Linked DNA regions of Mus musculus: all the other regions are linked to region 1. A link is a contact called in public HiChIP or PLAC-seq and promoter capture Hi-C data. All regions are on one chromosome and are shown on one strand. The core of a region is the stretch at or near the end of the contact, and the rest is flanking DNA. Distances in the headings are between cores, read along the strand shown. Region 1 holds the start of Tab1 (TGF-beta activated kinase 1/MAP3K7 binding protein 1). Region 2 holds the start of Pmm1 (phosphomannomutase 1). Region 3 holds the start of Csf2rb (colony stimulating factor 2 receptor, beta, low-affinity (granulocyte-macrophage)). Region 4 holds the start of Aco2 (aconitase 2, mitochondrial). Region 5 holds the start of Rac2 (Rac family small GTPase 2). Region 6 holds the start of Ep300 (E1A binding protein p300). Region 7 holds the start of Elfn2 (leucine rich repeat and fibronectin type III, extracellular 2).

Evidence for each region. Promoter capture Hi-C pulls out the DNA fragments that hold promoters and counts their contacts. HiChIP or PLAC-seq counts read pairs in DNA pulled down with a chosen protein or histone mark.
Region 2: a contact with region 1 is called in an HNF4G HiChIP or PLAC-seq map of pancreatic cancer cells. The contact joins the promoter of Pmm1 here to the promoter of Tab1 in region 1. A contact is called at or near these places in 1 of 39 promoter capture datasets (pre-B cells) and 1 of 115 datasets of contacts at active chromatin or transcription factors (pancreatic cancer cells).
Region 3: a promoter capture Hi-C map of liver shows a contact between it and region 1, with 4 times the contacts expected there. The contact joins the promoter of Csf2rb here to the promoter of Tab1 in region 1. A contact is called at or near these places in 2 of 39 promoter capture datasets (both in liver).
Region 4: a contact with region 1 is called in a promoter capture Hi-C map of the C10 cell line, with 2.9 times the contacts expected there. The contact joins the promoter of Aco2 here to the promoter of Tab1 in region 1. A contact is called at or near these places in 2 of 39 promoter capture datasets (the C10 cell line and pre-B cells).
Region 5: a promoter capture Hi-C map of liver shows a contact between it and region 1, with 2.9 times the contacts expected there. The contact joins the promoter of Rac2 here to the promoter of Tab1 in region 1. A contact is called at or near these places in 2 of 39 promoter capture datasets (both in liver).
Region 6: a contact with region 1 is called in a promoter capture Hi-C map of erythroid cells, with 9 times the contacts expected there. The contact joins the promoter of Ep300 here to the promoter of Tab1 in region 1. A contact is called at or near these places in 1 of 39 promoter capture datasets (erythroid cells) and 1 of 115 datasets of contacts at active chromatin or transcription factors (astrocytes).
Region 7: a contact with region 1 is called in a promoter capture Hi-C map of liver, with 4 times the contacts expected there. The contact joins the promoter of Elfn2 here to the promoter of Tab1 in region 1. A contact is called at or near these places in 2 of 39 promoter capture datasets (both in liver).

Annotation. Positions count from the first base shown.
Region 1 is chr15:80,131,721-80,134,665 of GRCm38.p6, forward strand. Tab1 (TGF-beta activated kinase 1/MAP3K7 binding protein 1) reads left to right here and starts at 1,426. Exons shown (of 11, transcript NM_025609.3): 1 at 1,426-1,468. The coding sequence starts at 1,436. It overlaps Gm31253 (a long non-coding RNA gene), which reads right to left. Exons shown (of 3, transcript XR_384256.4): 1 at 2,908-2,945.
Region 2 is chr15:81,959,364-81,962,308 of GRCm38.p6, forward strand. Pmm1 (phosphomannomutase 1) reads right to left here and starts at 1,567. Exons shown (of 8, transcript NM_013872.4): 1 at 1,352-1,567. The coding sequence starts at 1,438.
Region 3 is chr15:78,324,620-78,327,564 of GRCm38.p6, forward strand. It overlaps Csf2rb (colony stimulating factor 2 receptor, beta, low-affinity (granulocyte-macrophage)), which reads left to right and starts at 1,371. Exons shown (of 14, transcript NM_007780.4): 1 at 1,371-1,479.
Region 4 is chr15:81,870,959-81,873,903 of GRCm38.p6, forward strand. It overlaps Aco2 (aconitase 2, mitochondrial), which reads left to right and starts at 1,505. Exons shown (of 18, transcript NM_080633.2): 1 at 1,505-1,590. The coding sequence starts at 1,555. Phf5a (PHD finger protein 5A) reads right to left here and starts at 934. Exons shown (of 4, transcript NM_026737.3): 1 at 855-934; 2 at 208-231. The coding sequence starts at 906.
Region 5 is chr15:78,571,307-78,574,251 of GRCm38.p6, forward strand. Rac2 (Rac family small GTPase 2) reads right to left here and starts at 1,477. Exons shown (of 7, transcript NM_009008.3): 1 at 1,305-1,477. The coding sequence starts at 1,339.
Region 6 is chr15:81,584,647-81,587,591 of GRCm38.p6, forward strand. It overlaps Ep300 (E1A binding protein p300), which reads left to right and starts at 1,568. Exons shown (of 31, transcript NM_177821.6): 1 at 1,568-2,076. The coding sequence starts at 1,983.
Region 7 is chr15:78,717,245-78,720,189 of GRCm38.p6, forward strand. It overlaps Elfn2 (leucine rich repeat and fibronectin type III, extracellular 2), which reads right to left and starts at 1,527. Exons shown (of 2, transcript NM_001358692.1): 1 at 1,160-1,527.

The DNA of each region.
Region 1 (2,945 bases), core at 176-2,675:
ACTGACTTGACAACGTCTCATCTCAGAACCACACCAAACTCAGCATGCTAACGTGGAACTCACACCTTTCTCTTGCTCCATAAACCTACCTGAGCCTGCAAAAAAAAATCTGCAGGGATCTTTGACACACTTCTTCCCATCAGCACTGTCTTTTTATTGTTGTTGTTTTCTCGAGACAGGGTTTCTCTGTGTTGCCCTGGCTGTCCTGGAATTCACTCTGTAGACCAGGCTAGCCCCGAACTCAGAAATTCGCCTGCCTCTGACTCCTAAGTGCTGGGATTAAAGGCATGTGCCACCACACTGGCCCATCAGCACTGTCTTAGGCCATTTCCTGTTGCTTTAATAAAATGCTTGATACTGGGGGGCTGGAGAGATGGCTCATCGGCTAAGAGCACTGACTGCTCTTCCAGAAGTCCCGAGTTCAAATCCCAACAGCCACATGGTGCCTCACAACCGTTTCTAATGGGACCTATGGGATCTGGTGTGTGAAGACAGTTATAGTGTACTCATACATAAATACACAAATCTTTTAAAAAAATTGATACTGGATTATTTATTCATTTAATGAAACAGGGTGTCATATAGTAGTCCATGCTGGTATCAAACTTCTGGTCCTCCTGTCTCTTCTTGTTGTTGTTTTTGTTTTTTTTTTTCAAGACAGGGTTTCTCTGTATAGCCCTGGCTGTCCTGGAACTCACTCTGTAGACCAGAAATCCGCCTGCCTCTGCCTCCCAAGTGCTGGGATTAAAGGCGTGTGTCACCACGCTCGGCTCCTCCTGTCTCTTCTTAAGGGATGGGATTACAGGACTCAAATTTATAATCCCCCTGCCTCAGTCTCCTAAACTCTGGGATTACAGTTGTGACTCTCCAAATCGAGCTTCCGCACCGTGCTTCTAGAACAAACAGACTCTTCCTTTGGGCACTGGCCAGTCACGCCAAGTGGCCTGCAATTACATTGCCAGCTAACACTACACTCCCATGTTACCGTCCATAAATTTAACTTCTGAGAATTTACAACTACTCGGAATTGCAGTCTTCTCCAAATCTAACTTCAGCTAGTTTGGCATTGGGGTGGCCTCCATTATAAGATCAGGCAGTCAGTCACCCACTACTCTTGTAAACTGAATCATTCGTTCTCTCTTGCTCCCTCCTCGCTAAGCCGCTTTAAATAGGATCTCAGGATCTCCATCGGGGTGAAAAAAAAATCCGGGAGAAAGCACACCCATAAAGACCCCAGGAAACAAGAAAGTCGAAGAAAGTAGGCTGATGGGGTTGGGGGTGGGGTGGGGGCAAGAGCCGCGCTTGCTCAAGGCGCCTCTGCTGCGCCTCCTCCGCTCCGCCGGGGGCGCTGTGGATAAGCTCCGCGGCAGCCCGAGCCGCTCTAGCCCCTCATCCCGCCACTCCGAGAGCCTGGCGCGCCGCGGGGTCCTCCAAGATGGCGGCGCAGAGGAGGAGCCTGCTCCAGAGTGTGAGGAAACCGACCCGCTCTCCGGGCTGGGAGGGTTGGGAGCTCGGGTGTGTCCTCGGGTGCAGGAACTGTTGTCTTTAGATGGCAGAGCATGGCCCTCTCGCCCCAGAGGCCTTTGGGGGCTTGCAGCGCGCGAGACCCACAGCCGGCTGGCGCCGCGCCTGTTCTGCGCGTGCGCGTCGCAGGCTGGGGCCTCTAGGGGGTCAAGGGCGCCGGGGTCCTGCGGAGTGGGAGCGTCCTCGAGCCGGAAGGGGACGTGGCGCCGCCGAGCGGGCCATCCGGAGCGTGGACACGACTAATAATAAATAGCCCCCCGCTTGTGTAAGGCGTGCTGTATCTCTGGCATTGTGTGGACCGCCTCGCGTTTATAAGCTTCGCCAGCAGCACCGGAGAATAGTTAGCGACTAAAAGTTTTTACAGACGAGGAAACCGAGGTCAGGCAGCTGGTGAGCGGCAGAGGCAGAGGCAGGATTAAAATAGTCTGGTTCCAGAAACACCCCTAAGGTTTAGGCTCCTCAAGTGAGGGCGTAGGGTTTTACTTCTGCCTCCCAGTTCACCGGGTCCCGTTGAAGGTTGGCTCCAGGCACCCCGACCTGGTCATCTGGACCTCCACGGTTTGATGTAGTCTACCCGTCCCTGCATCTTTCTCACATATGTGCAGTTACACATGTATGTATGTTAGCTCAGAGTACTGTTTGGATCTGCCAGGACAGGGCGGGGATCCCTTGGCCTTCCTTACCGTGGCACTCTGTAGGAGTTGCCTCTGGATGTCTGCTTCCTTGAAGACCAGCGCCTCTTAGCATGTTGACTTCACCACCCTACCACCCTTGCATGCTAGGTGCTTGGTCAGTGTCTGTCACAGAATGAGGAAATTGGTCAGGAACTAGGTCTTGGCTTTTCAAGGGTGGGGGGAAGTAGCTTGCCTGGCCTAGAGGATCTGAAGCCAGAGGGAGACGTGGGGGAAGAGAGAGATGGCTTTCCCTTCACTATTGTGTGCCTGCTCGGGCCTTTTGTAAAACCCTGGGAGTAAAGAGGTCTGGCTCTCTGTTTTGTAAGGTCCCAGAGGGCAAGGCCCTTGTATAAATGTCCCCATTGTAGAAAGCGTCTGGGGAACACTGATATGATTGTGACCTTGAGAGAAAGAGGGGCTGGGAAAAAAATAGTGACTGATGCCGACTGAGTTGGCTTGCTAACAAGAGAAAGGTCGACTGGGTCAAGTATCTTCTGTCTCTTCCTTGTGATGGGACCCAAAGAACACCAGTTAGGGCAGAGTGTAGGCTTTTCCCAGCACACAGAGAATGTGTTCTCTGTGTATGCTGGCGGACTTTAAAAAGGGGGAGGGAGGGCCGGCTTTAACCCGTAGTGTCTTGATGCTAGGGAAGGAACAGGAAAAGATAACTGTGTAAGGCCCCTTCCATCCTCAGGATGAAAGGACATACCTACTGAGAGGAATCCCGGTGTCCCAGCCGGGCAGGGT
Region 2 (2,945 bases), core at 317-2,816, 1.8 Mb after region 1:
ATACTGGCGAGGTTCGAAGTGGTCTTTAGCCTTTAAAGTTTTCATTACTTACATGTATAATTAAAAATTAGCTTTGGAAAGCATTAAACTGCAGGGCAGTGGTGGCGGATGCTTTTAATCCCAGCACTTGGGAGGCAGAGGCAGGCAGATTTCTGAGTTCGAGGCCAGCCTGGTCTACAGAGTGAGTTCCAGGGCAGCCAGGGCTATACAGAGAAACCCTGTCTCAAAAAAACCAAAACAAGAAAAAAGAAGAAGAAAAAAAAAAGCATTAAGCTTTTCTAGTAAGCATTAAGTCTGTCTAGTAGTAGACAAATTGACAGGCGGTTCTTGTTCAGGCCTTGCCAAGTCAGTGCAGCACAAGGATCAGGCATGCCTAGGCTAGACCACCTCCTTTCCAATCCTGCATCTTCCTGATCCACCTCTGCTGGATGGAAAGAAAGATGCCCGATTCCTTCTGGAGAGTGGAAGGCCTACCAGGAAGCTAAGACTTAGGTTCACACGGGCTTCTGCCCAGTAGCTCGGCCCCCCACCCCCATTTCTGCTCTGATCATCCCGGTGATCCCAAAGGTAGAAGGATGGGTGAGAACGACCCAGGATGACTCGAAGGGAGAAAAACTAGGTATGGCTAAAGACTGGAGGGTGAACTATAAAGTGCAGACAGGAGAATGCACTCCCATTTTTTACAGTGCTTCTATTGTAAACAGACTAGCCCTGGGGCCTTTCACCTTCACATGGGTGGAACCAAAAGGATACCAATAACAAAAACCAAAACTCATCAGAAAAGCAGCTCTCTTTCCCTCCAACTCCAGGTGGAAGGTAAACAAACATCCTAAGAGGCTTAAGGAGCTAAACCCAGTTTTAGGCCTATGGACGCCAGAGTGCAAAGACTCAGAGATCTTCCTTGCCCTCAGTAGAGGGCGACCGTGGGCTTAGAAGCGCACGGAGCTCTGCCTGGAACGCCGCGTTCTCACGCTAGCTTGAGGACGGACTAGTTGTGCATCCTAGGGCTAAAATGGGGTAAGACCACCCCAGAGCCCAGCCTGGGCCTGTGCAAGCCTGGAACTGGGGATACCCGCCCTATCGCCCATAGACGCTCCTCCCGGAGGCTGGATACAGCATCTGCGCTCCCGGCAGGAACGTGGATGCCAACCCGCGCGGGGAGCGCTGAGGCCTGGAAGGCCGAGAGGGCCTGGGTCCCATCTCCTCGGTGACAGGAGCCGGTACCACTGCACTCCACGTTTCCGACAGGGTCGCGCAGGTGTCTGCGTTGACATGGCAGTGACGGCTTCACGCTGGGTCACGGATGCCGGCGTGACTCTGGGCGGGAGCTTTGGAACCTCGAGGCCCTTACCTGGCGAGCTGGCGTGAGGGTCCCGTCCACGTCAAACAGGCAGAGGATGCGCTCTTTCCTGCGGGCGCCCTCGACGGCGACTGCCATGGCTGTAGCTCCGCGCGCCAAGCGCTGTCGCTGCAGCCACCGCCAGGGTCGCGTGCGACAGAGGCCGGGCGGGGCCGGGGCGGGGCCAGCTGCGCAGCACGGGGAGGAGCAGTGGCCATCGGCCCTCCCGCGAGGGGGCGGGGCCTGCGGCGCCGAAAGAAGAGTACAGGCACCTAGGATTGAGGGGCGTGGCAGTAGGCGGGGTCAGAGTCCTCGTACCCGACGGAGATAGGAACCGGCGGGAAAAGGGGTTGAACCGGAAGACAGTGTCGGGCCAGCGGGTTGAGGTTGATCTCAGGGCGCTCCCTACGGTGGGGGGGGGGGGGGGTTGGGGGGCAAGGGCGGGACTCAGAGCCTTCTGCTTGTGATTCCCAAGGTTAGTAGGACGAAGGTATTGCCTTGTCATCTTGAGCTTGAAGTCTCAGGGAGAACCCGGCGTGCTGGCTCACCTGTGATCCAGCCCTTCTGAGGCAGAGGCCCTTATCTACAAAACAAGTTCCGGGCCAGCCAGGGCTACATACTCTGTTTTGTTTTGTTTTTTCAAAACAAGAGTTTCCCTTTGTAGCCTTGACAGCCTTGGATAAGACCCTATTTTTTAAAACAAAACAAACAACAAAAAAAGGGAGGGGGAGAGAGAGAAGGAAGAAAAGAGAAAAATATCCCATGATGGCTTTTACCTACTGTGAGAAATGTTTGTTGCTTTTTTTTTTTTTCCAATCAAAAGTAACCTACTAAGGGCCAATATGCCATAAATCTCTAACTTGTAAGCTTTTATGCGAGTCTTTTTTGTTGTGTTATTTTGTCGTGTGTGCCTGGGGTGATGTGCACTAAGTACATGCAGGAGCCCACCTAAGTCAGGATGGAAGTGAGTGTCAGATCCTCTGGACCTGGAATTACCCACAGTTGTGAGCTTCCTTGTAGGTGCTGGGTGTCAAATCCCTGATCCTCTGCAGGAGGCCAGAAGAAAGCTTCAGATTCCTAGTTCTGGAGGTACAAGCAGTTGTAAGCTGCCCAGTATGGGTGCTGAGAATTGAACTCAGGTCCTCAGTAAGAGTAATAAGTGGAGCACGCCTTTAATATCAGCACTCAGGAGGCAGAGGCAGGCGGATTTCTGATTTCGAGGCCAGCCTGGTCTACAAAGTGAGTTCCAGGACAGCCAGGACTACACAGAGAAACCCTGTCTCTAAAAAACCAAAACCAAAAAAAAAAAAAAAAAGACATCATGCCAGGAACAGATCTAGGGCAAGGTTTATTGGGGAAATGGAGTGGGAACATGAGAGGGAGAGAGAAATAAAGACAGACAGACAGACAGAATAAGCAAGTGAGAGAGAATCATGGTGTTCAGAGATGTTCAGAAGTACCTTTTTTAAAAAAGGTTTATTTACTTATATGAGTACACTGTAGCTGTCTTCAGACATACCAGAAATGGTCATCAGATGGTTGTGAGCCACCATGTGGTTGCTGGGATTTGAACTCAGGACCTTCGGAAGAGCAGCAGTGCTCTTAA
Region 3 (2,945 bases), core at 121-2,620, 1.8 Mb before region 1:
TGAAAGGGTTTTGGTGTCCCTTTAAATTTTGCCCTGAGAGAATGGCTCACTCCCCTCCTCTTTTTTTTTTTTTCCATTTTTTATTAGGTATTTCGCTCATTTACATTTGCAATGCTATACCAAAAGTCCCCCATAGCCACCCACCCCCTCTCCCCTACCCACCCACTCCCCTTTTATGGCCCTGGCGTTCCCCTGTACTGGGGCATATAAAGTTTGCGTGTCCAATGGGCCTCTCTTTCGAGTGATGGCCGACTAGGCCATCTTTTGATGCATATGCAGCTAGAGTCAAGAGCTCCGGGGTACTGGTTAGTTCATAATGTTGTTCCACCTATAGGGTTGCAGATCCCTTTAGCTTTTTTGGTACTTTCTCTAGCTCCTTCATTGGGGGCCATGTGATCCATCCAATAGCCGACTGTGAGCATCCACTTCTATGTTTGCTAGGCCCAGGCATACTCTGACAAGAGACAGCTATATCAGGGTCCTTTCAGCATAATCTTGCTAGTGTATGCAATGGTGTCAGCATTTGGAAGCTGATTATGGGATGGATCCCCGGATATGCTAGTGTCTACATGGTCCATCCTTTTATCTCAGCTCCAAACTTTGTCTCTGTAACTCCTTCCAAGGGTGTTTTATTCCCACTTCTAAGGAGGGGCATAGTGGTCACACTTCAGTCTTCATTTTTCTTGTCACTCCCCTCCTCTTAACCCCAGCAGCCTCAAGTTATTCATTTGTTCATTCATTCATTCATTCATTCATTCACTTTATACCCAGTCATGTGTTCCTCCTCTGGGCCATGGCTGGGCACTGGGGGAGGGGAACAGACACAAAACATCACTTGCTCTGAAGACAAGATGGGAAGAAAACAGGGACTCTAGGGCAGGACAGAAAAGGGAAAGCCAAAGCTGACAGCCAGGGATCAAGACTGCTCCCACTGCCTACTGACTGTTGTCAACTTAGGTTTTCCATGTCAATGGCATACCCTCAAAACCTTTCTGGTTTGTAGGTCCTTCTAGAAAAATACCCCAAGGTGTCTCAAGACTTGAAGAGGCCACCTGTAGCTGATTTGCATAAGGCCACATGCTAAGAAGTGGTGCCCTCAAGGTCCTCCCCAGCTCTGCCTGGCTCTGGGCACATGCTTGCAGGGAGGTGGTTATTGCCCTCTGTGTCTGCTTCCTCCAGAGGAGTCAGGGAGGGGTGTGGAGGAGACCATTTCAGGCTGAGACCTGAAGGGCACATGAGAGCTGACTGGGAGATGGTGGGGAGCGAGCTACTCTGGCAGAACTAAATGTCGTGAGTATTATCAGAGGCTAATGTCCACAATTCTGAGAATCAGGCGAAGCTGCTTGCGAAAGGGCACTGGCAACTTCCTCAATCTGCTCTCTGTTTCCTCCAGATGGGGCACAGATAAATAGGAAGAGCCTGCAACTCACTGGCACTTGGAGGCTCCCGAAGGAGGCTGCCTGTCGCCCAAGCACAGAGGTAAGTGGCTGGCTTCCTGATGCAGAGCTGAGGGTGGGCGCAAAGCAGGGGCTGTGGGGGTCTCCAGGGTGGAAAAGGACAGGATAAGACAGGGCTGGGGTAGCGTATTCCTCAGACTTGATCTCTCTAGAAAGACTAGGTCTCAGACTCCAAGTCAGTGAGTGGAGGAGGGGCACCCCGGAGCATTGGAGCTGGGAACAAAGTTAGAACTCTGGAAGAGGTACGGTTAGGATACGCTCTGGGGCTGTGGGACTCCGGGAGGACACAGCTTTATCACTGGAGGTCTGGTGGCAGGGAGGACTCCCCTAAAGCTCTATATCGGGCTAAGCACTGTGTTCCTTCTAACTTTGCCATCCATATGTTACTTAATTCCCTGTCCTGAGCTTCAGGTCACACATCTGTGGGACAGGGTGAGTGGGAGACATGGCTTCCTCTGTTTCAACTAGAAATGGAGGACAGAGAGAGGAGAAAGAGAGGGGGTAGAGAAAATTTACCTACAAGGATGACGAAGTGTTGGGGACAGAACCAGAGATGTAGAACCTCCCTTGGTACTGGGTGTAATTTGACAATCTTACTTGGGAAGTGCCCAGAGATATACCAGATCATCCAGCTCTGTTTTTCTCTTTCTCTGTCTCTGTCTCTGTCTCTGTCTCTGTCTCTCTGACTATCTCTTTCTCTCTCTATGTGTGTGTCTGTTTCTGTCTCTCCAACTCTGTCTCTCTCTCTTTCTTTGTCTCTCTCTGTCACAAACACACACACACGCACACGCACACGCACACGCGCACACGCACACACACACACACACACACACACCATACTGTGCTCTGAAATCACCACAGATGATTTGGGTCCAGATGTGTCGCTTCTGTACCTAGTGTGCCGGAAGGTAGGTGTCTCATCACATAGCTAGGGACCAGTCGCTCTCAGACAGGGACACAGACAGCCCCTCTGCTGACAGAGACCACTGTCATGTCTCACAGATCATAAACTAACCTGTCCATATATCCCACATGCTGTATTCCAGAGGTCATGCATATGTGCGACAGAAATCTCTGTGATCTGTTAAGCAAAGAATTTGCCTGAGGTTCAGGCCCCTGCCTCTGCTCACGCCCAGCACATAGGGCCTTTGAACCTGATCTGGCAATGGAAGGAAAAGGCACCTCCACTCACTTCTTTGTAGTGCAGCGTCTCCCCTTTCTCTACCTCTTTTTCAAAAGCCCTTATTTTTTTTAATTTATTTATTTTATTATATGTAAGTACACTGTAGCTGTTTTCAGACACTCCAGAAGAGTGAGTCAGATCTCATTACAAATGGTTGTTAGCCACCATATGGTTGTGAGATTTGAACTCAAGACCTTCACAAAAGCAGTCAGTGTTCTTAACTGCTGAGCCATCTTGCCAGCCCTCTTGAAAAGCTTTAAAAGAAAACTCCTTCTCTGTCAGCATGTGTTGAAATGCCACTTCAG
Region 4 (2,945 bases), core at 255-2,754, 1.7 Mb after region 1:
TCCCAGCACTTGGGAAGAAGAGACAGGCGGATTTCTGAGTTCCAGCCTGGTCTACAGAGTGAGTTCCTGGACAGCCAGGGCTATACAGAGAAACCCTGTCTTAAAACACCCCCCCCCCCAAAAAAAGACTTCTTTGCTGTTCCACTGGAATTGACGACTCTTCAAAGAGTAAAGGTGTCAAGGCCTGAGAGGGCGTGTTCGGCTTACATTTTTCACACAGTCTTCCGATAGCTGCAAGGTCAAAGATAGTAAAACATCGTTAAAATTAAGGTTGTGAGGTAGCAAGCAAAGTTTTTCGTCAAACTGAGTATAGAGGATGGCGAAGGTAGCAATGATTACAGTCAACCGTACAGGATCGTGGTCACATTCTCCTTTCCTCCCTCTCCACTGTCCCCCACCCCCTACTTTTTTGTGATAGAATCCCACTGTGTAGCTTGAGTTAGCTTTTAAGCTCTAGCCAGGCTCGAACTCGCAGCAATCTTCCAGCCTTCTGCCTCCCAGGTGCTGGGATTACAGACAAGAGTTCCCGGCCCACGACCCTAAATTTTGCTTTACACCAAAGGCCATGTCAAAAATAAAAAAAATGTCTGGAACCCCCCAAAATTCAAAGTATTCTAGACCGGCTTCTCCAGACCTGGCACAGAGGATCCCGCCAGCCTTAGACTCCCGGATGCGCGCTGCTGCCCTCTTCTAAGATGCCACAAGCCGGTGAGCGCTGCTAGAATACCCAGGCACCGTAAGGCGCGAAACGTGGACACGGCAAACCAGAGCCCTAAAGAGGAGGCTGAAGTCCCTAGTCCCCCACTTTCTAATCCCATCCCACTCAACCAAAAGGGAGCACGTCCCCAACTCACCCACACCAGCCTGCTTGCGGCAGAAAATCAAATCTGGATGATGTTTAGCCATAACTCTTTTTCCAAGCCGGCGGCCGGAAGCTTAGGGAACTTCCGCCCGACCTTTAACCTACGGCGTGCTTACTTCCGTTCCTCCGTGATTGGCCATTAAGCTGTCCGTCAGCCTTTAGCCTCGGGGGGTGGGGGGGGGCACCAAAACCGGCTAGATCTCGCGAGAGTTTCCTCGCTAGGTCCTTGCAGGTGCACCAAAGGTTTTTGAATAAAATTCTCTTTACTTCCAGATTTGAACTCATAAACTGAAGTTTGTTCTTGGGTAAAAATTCTACATATGTTGCATTCTGTGTTGGGGATTGACGCCAGGGCTTCTTGCATGCTTCCGCCAAGTATGTTGATTTGGGGATATTCTCTTTCCTGGATGACCTTGAACTCCTGCCTCCCCTCCAGCTTCCACACCCAAGGGCAAAGGTGACAAGGTTGCGCCGAACGCCGAGTTGGCAGTTTCCCCGCATCTTTGCTTTCCACGCCGGGTTTCCGTCATGTAAGCCCCGCCCACTGTGCTATCTGCACTCTTGGCTGCGGGAGGAGGCCCCACCCTCGCGGTTGACTCGTCTCTCTGTAAGCCCCGCCCCCTTCGATGCTTTTTTAAGGGCGCCATTTGTCACGTCACTTTCATGCGACCTCATCTTTGTCAGTGCACAAAATGGCGCCTTACAGCCTCCTGGTCACCCGGCTGCAGGTAAGCGAGCCCAGAGACGTGGGTTTACGGGGGCGGGGAGCCTCCTGCCTTGCCCGCGGCTGTAGGCGAGGCCAGGCGAGGCGGGCTCGATTCGCGGCTGACGTTCCGTGCACCTGTCGCGGTTGCAGGCCCAGCGCCCTTGTGGGTTCCTGCGTTGTCCTAGGTCAAGGCGTCCCTGGCACAGGCTGTTCGCAGTTCCCATCCCCGCCCGCCGGCAAGCTTGGGTTTAAGCAGCGGCAGCCTGGTCCAGGGTGGAGGCACTCCTTTTTTTCTGAGGGTGGAATCCATGCTCCCCCAGGGTGGTTTTCTGTTCCTCAAGGTGATGACAAGGTGATTGGGGGGCGCGGTGGTTGTGGGTTCCTCTAAAGCCGGGTGCTTGAAGCCTTCACTTCCCACCAGTAGCAGAGACTCGTCGCCTCATTTATCCGTGGTTGCCGGGCATGGAGTTTGCAGAAGCTATATCCACTACTACCCTTTGAGGAGACTCGGGGTCATAGACACAAGAAGGACTATTCTGGGCCCCACCATAATAAATAGTCACGATAAGAGTGCTTTCTCACCTTTGCAGCAGATGTCAAGGCTGTTTACTAATGTTACAGATGTTTTATCTGACGACATAGATGTGAGATAATTTTTCCCCCAACTTGGTAGGTGGAAAAACTGGAAGATATAGACAAAGTAGTGGCTTTCATGGTGTCACTAAAGGATCATAGCCTGAGCAGTGACCCTGCAGACCCTCTCTTCTTGTTGTTCATGGCAGCTAATATCACAGAACTTTCTGAATCAGGGTGTGATCGTTTGTATTTGTCAGAATACAGAATCAAATATTTTGAAGTCACCGATAGTTGCTTTCCAGATACTAGGTGGAAAGATGAGAAGAGTGAACAGTTTGACCTTGACTGTTATGAGACGTCTAGAAAATTGACTATGCCTGTCAGATGGTTTCCCACTACTAACCTTACAGCCCTAGAAACGTATAATGTTTACTGTAAAGAATGTATTTTGTTCATAAAAAGAAATCCATAAAATAACTGTAGACATTTTCTGGCAACCTTTCATGATTACTTTTGTGAATTTGTTTTGGATCAACTTGGAACATAGAATTAATAATTTTTAAAAATTATGTGCCTTACTCCCAGGAGGCATTATCATTTGAAGTTTTCTTTATCAAATTACTTAAAATCAAACTGCAAAATCAAACTCATTTATCTGAACAAATCATTTAACTTTTGGCCAATGAAAGGGATTTGCAGCTAAATTATCTCTGGTTCTTTTGATTCTTTAGACAGTACGATGAGTTCTGTCCTGACCCCACTGTCCTATGATTTAGTGGAGTCAGGCAAAGACTATTTAAT
Region 5 (2,945 bases), core at 227-2,726, 1.6 Mb before region 1:
ACTGCCCATCGCCCCTCTTTGAAGTCAGAGGGGCCTGGGTTCAAATCCTCTGCCTCCAAGGCAGGTTATGTAACTTTTCGGAGTTTTGGTCTTTCCCACCTGTAAAACGAACTCTGTGATGGTAAGTAGGGTTGGTGGAAGACAGATCATACAGAGAGCCACAGCCCGGTGACCACATACAAAAGAGAAATGGGATAAATGGAGATGACCACCATTTAAGCTATCTCCCTGCCAAGCTGGGAGGTCACCCAGGTCATTCAGCAGGAAGCTGAGAGGCCAGAGGGACAGCTCCGGGCCTTCCCCAGTACAATTCCGTTAAGTCACTTCCCACTCGAGGAGGTTGCTCTGCTGTCCCTGCCCCCTAAACCTCTGCCCTCAAGCCCCAGCCTGCCACCCAGGTAACTTTGAATGCATAGAATCATTGACTTCCGGCCCTCCGTGTCCGCCCCCTCCTCCCCCAGATCAGACACAAAGCAGAAGTGAGCAGAGCAGCTGCCACAGATAACGGCTGACACCCTAGCGCGGTGGCGGCTGCAGCAGCGACCAAGTCGGACCTAGTCAGCTGAGGAGGTAGATAGCCTATGCCACCAGCAGAGCCAAAGTGTGTGTGACCTTGGGACCTAAGCCAGGAAAGGTCTCCAGGCCTCAGCCCCTCCCCGTTTCGAACTGAAGATGGCTGTCTAGTACATGTGAGGATGGATCTAGCGGGACCCAAGATAGACTTGAGGACTGCACCCTAATGTGTCGGAATATATGGGAGACACATGAAGAAACTCAGGCCTTGGGTTATGAGAGCCTGTGGTCCCAAGATCTGACAATGACTATCAGACTTTAGCAGGGCTGCAGCCAGCCTGCCCTCTGGAGTCCTTAAGAGCAGAGGCTGGACTGAGAGTCAGAAAGCTTGGAGATTGCCAGAAGTCCCCTAGGCCCAGCAAGACAGCAACTAGAGCCTGGGCCAGCCTGGGAAACAAAGGTCCGAAGGGCAAGCTGCTGATTTCCCTCCTCGTACCTGTACCCTGAACTGATGCTGGCCCGGTAGGAGCCCTGTCCCAGCTCTCAGGGTACAGGCAAATAGCAGCACCCCACCCACAGTCCAGGCCCTCCACCCAAGTAGCTTCCGGAGTGGGGTAGGCTGAAGGACAGGGAGCAGTCCAGACCCACCCCAAATGTTCCTTGTAAGCCCTTACAAGGAAAGGAAGCGACTTTCCCCAGAACCTCCTGGGAGCCCTGAATCTGTGGGTGTACCAGGGAGGATCTCAGAGGCATCCTGGTAGGGGTGGGAGACAACTCAGCCAGGTACTTACCCATCACCCACCACCACACACTTGATGGCCTGCATTGCATCTGAGGCCCAGCAGCCAGGGATGACAGTTGGGGGCCAGGAGCGTTGCTGTGGACACCAGTGGTATGGAGTGGCTAGGAGGTACCCGGCAGTGAGGAGCAGCACCCCAGCTCAAGAGGCGGGAGGAAACGGAAGAGGAACTTACCCAAGCTGCTGCCCCACAGCCTTGAGGGGGTGGAGCATGCGGTCTGGAAGAGGACCTGGGGCCCCACAGGTGCTAGGTTGGGCCCAGGCCACCAAGGGCACTTGACTTAGGCTCCAAAGGGAACCCAGGCACCCTAGAGAATTGAAGATTCACTTCCTAAGCCAGGGCAGGGACAAAGTTGCTCTCGAAGAATCTGCATCCTCCAAGAAGTCAGTTGGCCTGACTCCCATGGGCAAACACTTGAGTGCCTACTGTGTATCAGGCATTGTGTTGGGAGCTGGTGACTCTAAAATGCAGGAAGCCAGGTTGTCCTGGAGTTCCTGCTCTGTAGAGAAGGCAAACCACACCACAGGTGCTGTGAGCAAGGCAGGAGACATGGGCCAAGGGAGAGCTACAGAGTGACCTCAGAGTCACCAGCAGGGAAAACTGGTGGCTATGACGTGTGATGTCAAACAAAGTTGGCCCGGGGGGGGGGGGTGCTGCCTAAGCAAGGGCCAGTGTGTAGAGAGAAGGCAAAGGAGGGGGAGGGAAAGAGAGAAGGGAAGAGGTAGAGGAGAGGGGAGAAAAGGAGGAAGGGGAGGAAGGGGGGAAATTGGGAGGGGAGGAAGTGGAGGAAAAGGGGGAGGAGGAGGAAGGAGAGGAGGGAGGATAGGGAAAAGGGAAGGAGTTGGAAGAGAAGGAAGAAGAGGAGTAGTGAGAGGAGGAGGAGGAGGAGGAGGAGTGAGAGGAGGAGGAGGAGGAGGAGGAGGAGGAGGAGGAGGAGGAGGAGGAGGAGGAGGAGGAGGAGGAAGAGTCAGGGACAGATGCAGTAGAGCAAGCTGGTAGAAGTTTGGCAAGTCCAAACCTTCTCACAGCATGGTGCAATCTAAGCTTTCAGGAAGCTGAGACAAAGGGATTGCTGGGAGCTTGAGTCCAGGATTCAGAGTGAGAGTTCCAAGGCAGCCAGAGCCATCGAGCGATACAGCAAGATCCTAGCTGGGAAACCACTCCAAACCGAAAATCCTACCTACAAACTGTCGTAGGCTTCTTGCCGTTTTGATGATATCAACTACACTCGCCTTGTGTTGGGCATTTGTGTTTATAAGTGTTTGGTTGGGTGTTTGTGTTTGCAGGTGTTTTGTTGGGCATTTGTGTTTTTAGTTGTTTATTGGACTTTTGGGTTTCCTATTACACAAGTTACTATTTGTGTATTTGTCCATTTCTCTACTGGAGTATTTTTTCCCCTCATATTTATTTGGAGAAGTTCGGTGTTTGATTTTTCAAGTGTGAATTGCTATAACCGTTTCATAGTTCATTTCCAGTATGTGGAATTATTTTTTTTGAAGCTGTGATATTTATAAAGGTTTATTTGTATGTGGTCAACTTTAATTTTTCTTCCCTAATGATTGATACTCTTTGAGTGATTCTTTCTTAAGCATTCCTATGCAATTTCACAAAGATATTCTACAAAGTGTGTAC
Region 6 (2,945 bases), core at 318-2,817, 1.5 Mb after region 1:
TAAGGATGTGTGGACACGTGATGGGCAAAAATGTAGGTAGGGTCTAGCCCTAAACAGCCTCCCACTGCTGTGGTCCTCCCCCTCCTAGTTTTTTAACTAACAATATCGTAATCCAAATTTTTCATTCTTGAATTAGACATTTCAGAGAAAACTTAAAGGACTAGCAATGTGACTTTGAGATATGAACTGCTGCTTTCGAGAAGGCTATGAAGAGGATGGAATGTGTGTCTACGATGAAACACAGGTGTTTGGCGGATTTAATGGGGTTCCAAAGATCAACCTGAGAGGGCAAACCCCGGGAGCTCTGACCGTGGTTTTCCTTGTTTTCGCAGAGGAGCGCCTGAGCTTTGACTCGGTTCTGCTCAGAGACCCAGCCCAGGCACCTAACTGTCCACCGACCGAAAATACGTTCTAAGTTCACCCCGGACCCCCCCCCCCCCCACAACTTCTTTCAAAACCTCCCCTTTAAAGGGAGCCACCGAGTGACGCCGGGGGAGTTTGCGGAAGCGCCTACCGCGTTGGGGCCCTTGGGCGGATCCCGTGATTGGAGCCGGCACCGCCCCCGGCGCCGCTTCCCCCATTGTGTGAGCTGCAAGGCAGAGGCCCCGCCCTCGCCCCGCCTCCCTGTTTCTCGGCCCCTCCCCCTCTCACCTCCCCCCCCCCCCAATCTTGGCTCATTTCCGGCCGCCGCCGCCGCTACCGCTATCCTGTAAGGAGGATTCGGCAGAGGCAAGAAACAACAGCCGCCATCTTGTTTGTGTGCTAGCCTGTGGGGGGGGTGGGGGGAGGAGGAGAGAGAGCGGAGAGGGACCGGGAGAGAGAGAGTGGGGCAAGCGGGACGCCCGGCTGAGTGCGAACTGCGCGAGCAGGGAGTGAGGAGGGTACCTGGCTGGAGAGCAGCGGCCGGGACCGAGACAGTGGTTGGGGGCCCCGGGGCGCAAAGGCTGAGGCGACCCTCAGTCCCCTCCTTGCCCGCACACACCCCCACCGCAGCCCGGGCCGGCGTCGACGCCTAAGGGGGGGAAACCATTACATAAGCCCGCGCCCCGCGGCGCCTCTGCCCGCCGTCCGAGGCGGCCCCCGAGCCGAGCCCCCGGCAGGCACCTGGCTGCCGGGGGGGTGAGGGCCAGGGAGGCGGCCGGACTGATTTCTCCTCCCCGGGCTTGCGAGTGGAGGCGGAGAAGCGCGGCGCGCGGAGAGGCCGCGTCGGTGGGCTCGGCGTCAGCGCGGGCTTGCGGGCGGACGGCCCTGCTTGGCCCGGCCCGGCCCCCCTGGCCCTTCGGGCCGGCGAGCTCCACGCTCGGCGTCGTCGCTGCTGCGCCTCTGCTTGTCCGCTGCGCGATGTGAGGCGGCCCCGGCGCCAGTCTGGCTCTCGGCTCGGCTGAGCTCAGTGTGGCCATTAGGGGCCGGTGCGGCAGCGGCGGCGCGGAGCGCAGCGGCAGGAGGAGGAGGAGGGCGGCTCTCAGGGTGGGGGCGCAGGCCCGGGAGGGGGCACCGGGAGGAGGTGAGTGTCTCTGGTCGCCTCCTCCTCTCCCCCTTTTTCGCCCCCGCCTCCTTGTGGCGATGAGAAGGAGGAGGACAGCGCCGAGGAGGAAGAAGCTGATGGCGGCGGCGGAGCTCCGAGAGACCTCGGCTGGGCAGGGGCTCGCCGTGGCGGGCTGGGGACTGCGTCTGTAGAGCTGTGAGTTCCCGAGAATTCGCTGCAGCGGACGTGCTCGTGGGATCAGTGTTGCTGTACCCTCCTCCCGGCCTGGTTTAGGCCCGGCCCCTCGCACTTGCCCCTACCATTTCTGTTGAGTCCGCATCCCTCTCCGGCCACCGCAACCAGGCGAAGAGAAAAAGGAACTTCCCCCCACCCCTGTTGGGTGGCGGCGGAGCTCCGGAGCCCACCCTTAGGAGCGGGGCGGGGACCCCGTTTCGGAGAAGAGATTTCCTCAGGATTCTCGTTTTTTTCCTCGGTTGTATCTCCGAAAGAATTAAAAATGGCCGAGAATGTGGTGGAACCCGGGCCGCCTTCAGCCAAGCGGCCTAAACTCTCATCTCCGGCCCTCTCGGCGTCCGCCAGCGATGGCACAGGTTAGTCTCGGGACTCCCGGCCTTCCATAGTTCCCTTCGTCTTTTCTGCTCGTTGCACCTTCATTCCAGGGTGCTTCTGTGTATCTCTTCCCATTTCCCCGGCCGGTGTTTAATTTTAAAGGTTTTTGAATGGACTGGTCGAAGACGTCCAGTAGCCCAACCATTTTCTTTGCCTTCTGATACATTCATTGCAACACTATGTCATGTCAGATCGTTGTGTGTTCTGGAATTAAGAGGTTGGAAGTGGGAGCTGCGGGGACCTTTATTGTTGGCTCCATGCAATTTAATTTGGGAAATGCCGGTACAATCGTGTGTGAGGGCTTTTATGCACTTTTACTATTTTTGTTACTGGTGAATGAGGGATTTCAGCTCTTTCTCCCCTGTTGCAATGAATTCTTTTTTTCTCTGCTTTCCCACCTTTAATGATTTTTGCTCCTGTGAGGCAGATTTTCTGTTGAGGAATGGGGGCGGAAGACAAATCTTGGTGTCTGCGATCCAAGGTTTTAAGTGTAACTAAAGTTCAACAAAATTTCATTCTTAGGTCCCCTCTCCCCATCCTTGCCTCAAGAGTCAGTATGGACCGCAGTTTATTTTATATCCATTTGCCATGAAACCAAAATGTCTCAAACTGCGTGTTGAGGTGTAGACCTGAGGCGTTTCCTTTGCAGTTTGTCACACTCTTACTTAGAAGGGAAAGAAAAAAGATGAAGCCTTTCTGGAATTAGGTACTTAGAAATGGGAGATAATAAGTTGAAAGACTCCCAGTCATGAACTTCCAACTAAAGTGATTGTACAAGTTTAAAAATGAACAGGAGGTTTTGTGCTTGCATGTTTGTTTTGTTTTGCTTTTTGGACCTTTGCAATTCCAG
Region 7 (2,945 bases), core at 277-2,776, 1.4 Mb before region 1:
TCAACACCTGTATCTCTCAACAAGGAGCCAGCTGCAGGGTAAGAAGAGTCCAGAGCCCTGGGAAGTACCCTTAAGTACCACATGTATCCAGATCTGGCTGAGATTCTGAGCAGTGTCCCCGGCTCATTCTCCTTGGTCATGCCTGACACACCGAGGCCTGGCAGCCTCTATCCTCCTCCACACAATCTCCCCAAGTACGCAGATTCAGAGAGAGAGAGAGAGAGAGAGAGAGGGAGAGAGAGAGAGAGAGAGAGAGAGAGAGAGAGAGACGCACACAGGCACATACAGACACACAGACACATACAAGCTCTCTCCCCTCCAAATATTCCAAGGAAGCCCTGCTGAGCCACAGATTGTGTGTGTGTCTGTGTGGCAATGGGGGTCTATCCTGAGTCAATACACATCCTTTCCACATGCATATACCACCCCACCAGCCAACACACCCACCCTCTACCCCCTCCTAGCCAGTAGCAGTACACACACACACACACACACACACACACACCACTAGGCAATGGTGGGGCTCAGTCAGAGCTGCAGTCTGTCCGTTTATGCTGGTGCTTCTGTCCCACACCAGCCCTGCCGAGGGGAAAAAAATCCAAGTCCTTGCAAGGGTCCCAGCATACCCTAACTCTGGTCCCCCTACTACATTCACAGTGCCCCTGAGAGATAGGGGGCAAGTCGAAAGCCGGTCCCTTCCCCCTGGGCTAGAGATCTAGCCACCCTGTGAAGCCCCCCTTACCAGTGAGATGAATTCCTTGACCCGCCACGACTCAGTGAAAAGCGGGCCGGAGCTCTGGTTCGCCAAAATGGGGGCCAGAGAGGTGCGGCGTGGTACTGGCTAGCAAAACCCTGCTCAAGCTTCTGCATCACCACCGCGAAAATGTTCACCTCGACGCTCGTCCTCCCTGCCCTCCCACCACGCCTCCGCCCAGCCTCTCCCCCACCACCTTGCGCAGGGTGGTCCCTTGGGGGTCTTATGGGGGATCCCCAGACCAAGAAGAACCAAGAAGAGTGGCTCTCCCTGCCTCATCCTCCCCTCCCAGGTCCCTTTCCAAGCCCCACCCCCGCTGGCGGCCAGGGAGCCCTCAGCTCAGCCTGGATTCCCGGGGTCCCCGCCAGCCGCCTGCAGCACTCGGATCCGGAGGAATCCACTCACCTCCAGTCCTGACTGGGATCCGAGCGGGATGCCACCACCTCCCGGCAGCGGCTGCTGCGGGGCCTGCGCCGGAGAGCGAGCGTGAGCGCGGGTGCGAGTGTGCGCGGCGGCCGGCCGTGGCTCTGTGCGTGTCGTGTGTCTGTGGCGTGGCCCGGGCGTGTGTGTCTGTGAGCGTGCGTGTGCGCGCAGACACTGCCACCCCCGCCTCCCGCCGCGTAGGGCTGCTGCCCGCAGAGGGCCCGGGTGCTGGGCGGAGGACCTCAGGGGCTGGCGATCACTGCGTCTGTCGGTCCGTCCGGCTCTGTAGCCAGATCCCTTCACAGGCCTCTCTCCGCTGCAGACCCTCCCGCCCCTCCGCCGTCTGCTTCCACGGCCACAAGCGCGCTCCCAGACACACGCCACGGGGCGGGGGCCGCGCTGGGCTCTGGCGCTACTGCAGCTGCAGCGCCCTGTGAGGTGGCTGCACCGCGGACCGCCAAGCCCCGGGCACCCGCCGAGCGCGCCCCCCGGCCCCGCCCCACCTCGGCCACCTCTCTCCGGGCTATGTCTCAGTTCACCCCACCACCGCCTCCTCCAGCTCATTCAACAGCTGGAGGCAAAGTTGCCCCGGGTGCAGCGCCCTGCTCGAGGACAATCTCATCCCCAACCCCGCTTCCCCCCTTCCCATGCCCGAGCACCCCTTTCCGCCTGCGCCCTGACCCGGTGTTCCGCGTGTAACCACTGGAGAGCACTGCGGTGGAGCTGCTGCGTTCCCATTTTGCAGGCGGGACAGCTGAGGCGGGTGAGCAGAGTGCTTGCCCAAAGTTTATACAGCGAGTCCGAGTCCGTGGAGTCTCCCAATTCTCCCTGCCTCCAAACCAAGGCATTTGGCTACCCCTCGCTGCCTTACCCCATCCCCGGGAGCATATTGGGCTCTGTGGCCACAAAGAGAAACTTCCTAAGGCCTTCCTGGCCACAGCTTAAGCTCCGCTTCAAACACAGACACCACCACCATCACCACCACCACCACCACCTGCAAGGGAGTCTCCCTGCAAGGCAGCGGTAGTTGAGGCTCTGCACCCGAAGCTGGGCACACAAGCAGCTGGTGGGAGTCTGGGCTGATGTCAGGAGTCTCCTCCAGCCGTTGTGACCCGCCAACCCAGACAGTTGAGCTCTGCCGCCGCCAGACTTTGTGCTTCGCAATCACTTTTCCGGGCCGCATTCACCAGAGCCTGTCCTCAGGTGGTGCACAGCGACTCAGCCCGGCTGCTGGAACTCCTAACAGGCCTGGGCTGAGTCTGGACAGATGAATGGGAGCTGATGGGTAGGAGTTGCTCAGCTGAAGGAAGTGGAGAAGGGTATCCCAGACTGCGGGAACGACATGTGCAAAGTCACAGAGGCGGAAAGCATCCTGGTGTACTTAGTACAGAGGGACCCGTGGAGTTGGGTAGCACTAGAGCAGAAAGAAATGCTGTACAAAATCGCCTCGCTCTTGTCATCCGAGGACAGGAAAGTAGCCCAGGATAGGACCAGAAGGGTAGATAAGCGCTGAGACCCAGGCCACCTGTTATGTCACAATTTAGAGAGACTGTGGGGTGTCTCACCTCTAAGCCTCCCGACCTGTACCTTTTTGAGTGGCAGGCGCATTTCTTCCTACCCATCCTTCAGATCTTCTTTGCAGACCCAATGAAACCTTATGCTGCCTCTGTCTACTAACCTAATCCCCTTCCCCGAAGAGGGACCATAAGAACTCAGGGTTCCCTAACCGAGGCTAGGCACCGAGGTGGGTCCAGCTCCAGTAGCACAC